Linked DNA regions of Mus musculus: region 1 is linked to region 2. The links are chromatin contacts, called in public HiChIP or PLAC-seq maps. All regions are on one chromosome and are shown on one strand. Each heading gives the region's core, a stretch centred on a gene start, on an enhancer-like site or on the middle of the called end of the contact. The rest is flanking DNA. Distances are from core to core; before and after follow the strand shown.

Region 1 (2,999 bases), core at 215-2,714, 770 kb after region 2:
TGTGTGTGTATATATATATATACATATATGTGTGTGTGACATATGTATATACATATATTGTGTGTGACATGTATATCTATATACATATGTGCATATGCATGCACATGCATATATATACTTACCTACTTATTTATACATATCTATGTATATGTCATACATGTATATATATATGCATATGAACATATGTGTATACATGTATGTGAATATATATGTATATGTTAGTTCTGAGGACCCAGTGTGAGTAAATTTTGGACACTTGTAAATCTCTGCCTCACATGGACTTGTCACCTTCTACTACACAAATGCCATGAGCTACAGTAACTCTGTATTGCCATCTGCTTATCCTAAGCCAGAGCCACCAGGAAGTTCTGCTGGAAGTAGACCTCAGAAATCCTCCTGGTTAGGTTCAGCCTGTCTGAAGCCATTCAGAGCATGGTCACTCTCAGGAAGGATAGGAGTCCCCAGAACAGAGTGGCCACGGTGAGTATATTCACAACTTTAAAAAAATAAAATAAAATAAAATTATTAAGGGGTTAGGCAGATAGATCAGTAAGTTCTGTCCTTGCTCTGCCGCACAGGGCCTGAGTTCAATATCTAAGATCCATTTTTAAAGATCCAGATGTGGTGGCGTGCAATTGTAATGCCAGTGCTTCCGGAGAGACTGGGACAGCATATCCCTGAGGCTTGCCAGCCTAGCCTATTTGGAAAGTTCAGGCCAGCGAGAAGCCCTGTCTTAAAGAAACATGGTAGACAGTACCTAAAGAACAACAGCCAAGATTGTGTCTACACACACAAGCACACGTGTGAATGTGTGACCCCAGGCACGGATGCATCAGTGTGTGTACACACATAAACAGACTGGCACATGTATGTTCACTTGCGCACACAGGCACACACAGGCACACAGACATACACACTCAGGCACACACAAATACATATACAAGCACACGTATGCATATATACACACAAGAACACACACACAAGCACACACACATATATGTACAGGCACACACACGGAGGCATATTAAAAGTCAAAGTCTATCTGTAGCACCTTCACTGTTGGATCTGAGCCAGCAGGCCCACCATGGAAGTCAGAGGCACTTACACACAGGACCCACAACCCCTCAGCACTCATCTGCCACATGCAGGCAGCTGCTGTGGAGTCCAGAGGTTAACCCAGCCCAACCCACCACTCCATCTCCTGCGATCCGTATAAACACGCCCTGCATGCATGCACCCAGAGGCCTGGGTCCTGTCTGAGCAATTCAAAATTCAGATCTACTCTCCCGGGTGCCCTGGGGTCCCACTGATGTCCACAGCCCCTCCCTGCCACTGTCTCCTTTAGGCAGACCAGGTGTGCTACTGATGGATGGCCCACCTGGCCTCCTCCATCCTGGGGTGGCTGAGTCTTAGTGGCGGGAAGCATTCTTGTGGCCTTTGACAGGCAGCAGGCAGGTCAAAACTGGAATCAGGCAGCCTGCCTCCAGAGGACACACATTTGTTTTTCTTTGAGTTACAGGGGATCCCTCCTGACTTCTTTACTTCTTTCTTTCTTAGGACGAGGCTGATCTGGTCACGCCCACTGGTGCTTCTGAGAGTCCTTCAAGTATCTAGTGCCCTGTGAGGGCTGGGACTGAATCAGTGAGGCACAGACAGCAGCCAAGTGTGCTCTCACTCAGAAAGCCTTTCTTGATGGTCTTAAGACGACACCCCGAGGGTGCCCCATCACCCAGGCGCCCCTTATAAACCTGAACGACGGCCGTCAGCCATTTAAAGGGAAGCACAGTTCTTTATTAAAGTTAAGCCACATCGGATTCTTCTCCCTCCCCACTCCTTCCCTCCCCACCCCTTCCCTCCCCACCTCCGTTTTTTTCCATCTTGTGAACCTGGTATATTACAATAACTGTTGCGTCTGATTTTTTTTTAAAAAAAGTAAGATTTGATAAAGGTCAGCATATCTCCCAGACACATATGCAGAAGCATTTTTTTCCTGGTCCAGAAATAAAGAGATTCTATCATTAAAACTGAAAAGCGTTAAGGACACCCCTGGAGCCCGTGGGGAGCTGGGGAAAGAGGAGACATTTGTTATCAACGTGCAATCACATGATTTTTTAAGCAGTATCTCTAATCTGCTCCCCCCCCCGCCCCCTGCCACCCATCCAGCCCCCACTGCTCGCATCCCCCCTCCCCTCCCATTCACATCAAGGTCTTTTATCTTCCAATTTTGCATCTAAAGATGAGGTGAATACCATTAGCTCAATTCAAACTCAAGTGCAGTCAGATGGGCCTCTGATTTCTGAAAAGCGCCGTCTAAGGTCACATTAAAATGTATAAGAGCAGTTTGATGCCTGAGAAGGGGGCTTATTATCCACCCGCGGTGTGAAAGAGGAGTGTCAGTGGCCACAGACTTGGGTGAAAACAGAAGAAATGCCGGGATTCCAGGCGTCTGTAGGCAAGCTTCTCTGATTTCCTTTTAGGGCTCTCCCATCAGCCTTGGAGGTGGCGCTGCAGATGGCAAAGCTGAGTGGGGGTGAAAAAGGGGGGCGGAGAGGAGGAGGGAGGGGAGGAGGAGAGAAGGAGGAGAGGAGGAGGAGGAGGAGAGGAGGAGGGGAGGATGAAGAGGAGGGGGAGGAGGAACAGGAGGAGAAAAAGGAAGAGGATGAAGAGGAGGAGGAGGAGATGAAAAGAAAGAGGAAGAGGAGGGAGAGGAGAAAGGAGGAAGAGGGGAGAAAGAGAAGGAGGGGAGGGGAGGAGGAGGAGGGCAGCAGCAGTTGCGTGTGGGGCCCTGTTTTTTACGTTTTTGCTAACTCCCCGATGTTCTTAACCTTCTTTATTCTTATTTATTCTCTGCTTTAACCCACTCCTCTGCAGTCATCCATATGTTACTCGCCTTCATGTCATAAATGGTAATCGCCTGAACTGACAGAAATTATACTCTGTGTGTGTCTGTCCTTTCAGTAGTCAGGACTGTGTACACGTCTGTGGACTTCAGGCAGAGG
Region 2 (2,907 bases), core at 30-2,529:
AGAGCAGAATCACACCCATTGTGAACTCCCACCATTCAAGTCTATAATTGGGGCAGCGATGGAGCTGAGGTCCGTAGGCTTTTTAAAATGCACCAACTCTGGCCAAACCATCCCCAAGATGTATAATCATGGGTAAGCCTTCACCTTCATCAGCTGGTGGGTTTAATTGCTGCACTTGATGTCAATCAGGGCCAGCCTTAGATGTGCATGTCAGGGGGCCATTTTGGAAAAATCTCCTGGTCTTCAGTTTTCCGCTGCCTCCTGTCAGCCAGGCTGGAAAGGGGAGAAGAGGCAGGAATGAGAGCAAGAAAAGACCGGCTCCCTGGCAGACAGGGCTGGGGGGCTCCTGACACCCTCAAATGAGTCTGTCCGAGGTGAGCTGGGGATGGGATGTCTGGGTGGAAATGGGATAGTTCACAGATGTGGACCCTGCCATGAGTCAGCCCTTTGTCTCCTGAACTTTTCACACTGGTAAAAGGGAGCTGGAGGTGAAGAGGGGGTTTGTGTGTATCTGCTTAAGAAGGGGTGGAGGTGGGGGGCTCTCTCTGCCATGAAAGGTGGGTTTGGGTAGGGGTCAGGCGAGGCAGAGGAAGAAAGAGCAGGCCGAGATGCGGAGGGCGAAAAGGAAAAAGGCATCAACACATACTGCTTTCCTTCTCGGCTACAGTGGGTTCTACCCCAAGGAAACAGTGAACTTCACAGTGTAAGAGGCAGCTGAAATTTAGAATTATTGTTTCCTTCTAACAGAAGACTCATTTTCCACGGCCACATTTGCAGCATAATAAGCTTTTTGTTATTTTTTCAATTAGAGTCAATTGACCTAACAAAATGCTCGGCAATTAAGTGATTTTTGTAATGGTCCGGGGGTAATTTAGCCGAGCTTGTCAGCTGTGTTTCATGAAGCCGAGCTGTCTCTTTTTTTCCCCCTTCCACTGCCTCTCTCTCCTCTCTCTCTCTCTCTCTCCCTCTCCTCTCTCTCCCTCTCTCTCTTTCTCTCTTGAGCATAATGGCTCATAATTTCGAAAGCTCTCCCTTCTGTTTCCCTCACAATAATTCGCAATTACAGGAAGTTGTTGGAGGTGATTTTTTTTTCTACCTTGCCTTTTGAGTCAGTAATTTTAAATAAAATGTACATACTTATAAAAAGCCAGCTATTACTGAAATCACTTTTTGTGTAAACTCAATTATTTTATGAATAGTGACACCGGCTTACACTGGGTCCCACTCTGAAGCCCGAGGCTTTATTATCTTCTGAGGAAAAGGGGGTGGAGAGACTCACAGCACTCTCTCTAAATCAAACCAGCTCCCAAGGGGGTAAACATAACTTCAGAAGAGCAGAGGGGATCCGGGTCACCTGGCTGTGGAGAACGGCTGGAGTGTCCACTCCCTGGGCCCTGGCCAAGTCTAGTATCCCATCCCCCGGACCAGGGCCATGGCTGGACCCAAGCCTCTCACCCACTGATTTATGGGGGAAGTCTTCATTTGCCTAATTGATTCATTTCCCTAAGCCGACATCTGGAGTTAGAATTTCTTTTAAAGGCTGTAGTGGGATGCGATGACAGGCTCCGATGCTCTTCCACCGAGGGACTTCCTGTCTACACCTATCTTAAACGGGTCCTATCCGCACCCATGCAAGCAGAGGGGCAACGGTGGGGACACCATGCGGCTGGGGTTCTCTCATATAGATTCACCCAGGACGCCTCTCAAGTCATTACCAAGATGCATCTTTAGCCTTCCCAATGCTCACATCTGCCCGGCTGTCTTTGTTTTGAAAGGGTTTCGGCTTCCCACCCCTTAGCTGACACCCTTTTGACAAGCAAGCCAGAAGCAGCCCACTTCATGCCTTGGCAGGGAACTCTGCCAGGAGGGGGCAGTAGAAGAGCAAGACAGCCAAACCCCATTGTGGACAGCCCACCAGCTCAGGGAGGCCTGGCCTCTCCCTATGCACCTGCAACCCAGTGCTAAACATCCCTTAGTATGTATCACCATACCGCCCTGGGACCCATCCCCCATACCTGTTTGGATACTATCTCGTCAAATGCCCCTCAATTTTTCTAGGGTTAGACATCCCTAATAACACCTTGAAGGCTATGGCCACTGCCAGCCGGATGCTCGGAGCCCTGGGCATGTTTCCTTCTGACTTGGAGTCGGGGGATGGAAGACTCCTTGGAAGAATCTGGAACAACTGCACTAGACCTTAAAAGACAGGTACACAGCATTAAATAAATCGTAATTTCCCTAACCATAACATAGGAAGTTTAGATAGATGTCTTCTATGAGGACTTCCAATCGGAAGTTGCCTACCAAGACGCAGTGTATATAACATCACATTTCTGTTCTTTTTGTAAAGTTAGGAGGGATCTCTGTTCAACTCCAAATGCCCCTCTCCCTTCTCCTTCTCCTCCTCCTCCTCCTCCTCCTCCTCCTCCTCCTCCCTCTCTCTCTACTTCCATCCTTCCTTCTCTCTCTCTCTGTCCCTCTCCCTCCAATGAATAATTTGCCCTAAGCTAAGGCATAAAGATATTCTGGAGACAGTTATTTCATAGCTCTTAACAAGGGGGTGTGCTTTCCAGGGGGGGGGGTGATTCAGACCTGTAACTTTGAGCTAATGGAGATACTTGAATCATTTCTCCATAGTCATGGGCAGCCTTAGGCTTGGCTTTAGTTCAGCTTCTAAGCCACTGTGTTTTGGCCTGGCTGGGGCTTGGCCCAGCCTCTCAAGGCTTTGTTTAATCCACTGAACCTCTCATCTCTCTGACTATAAAAGCCTCAGCTACAGTCCTGAATAGCATCTTGCAGAAGAAAGAACCCAAAGCAGAAAGTATTAGACTTTCATCCAGCACCATAGGAGGGATGTAGTTATTAAATTTCAGCTGCTTATCAAACTGATATGAAAGTCATTTTGCA

The links. HiChIP or PLAC-seq counts read pairs in DNA pulled down with a chosen protein or histone mark.
Region 1: an H3K4me3 HiChIP or PLAC-seq map of embryonic basal ganglia shows a contact between it and region 2, with 4 times the contacts expected there. The contact joins two enhancer-like sites. A contact is called at or near these places in 1 of 484 Hi-C or Micro-C datasets (CD8 T cells) and 1 of 115 datasets of contacts at active chromatin or transcription factors (embryonic basal ganglia).

The regions. Positions count from the first base shown.
Region 1 is chr12:107,857,562-107,860,560 of GRCm38.p6, forward strand. No RefSeq gene overlaps it. Among named protein-coding and RNA genes, the nearest start is that of Gm33341, 35 kb to the left of the region's middle. Within about 2 kb of position 1,465, at least 12 of the 459 cell types and tissues checked have an H3K27ac peak or open chromatin away from gene starts, as enhancers often do. A contact at or near this core is called in embryonic basal ganglia, where this site is marked.
Region 2 is chr12:107,084,567-107,087,473 of GRCm38.p6, forward strand. Gm16086 (a long non-coding RNA gene) reads right to left here. Exons shown (of 5, transcript XR_381903.3): 2 at 145-273. Among named protein-coding and RNA genes, the nearest start is that of Gm16086, 14 kb to the right of the region's middle. Within about 2 kb of position 1,280, at least 42 of the 459 cell types and tissues checked have an H3K27ac peak or open chromatin away from gene starts, as enhancers often do. A contact at or near this core is called in embryonic basal ganglia, where this site is marked.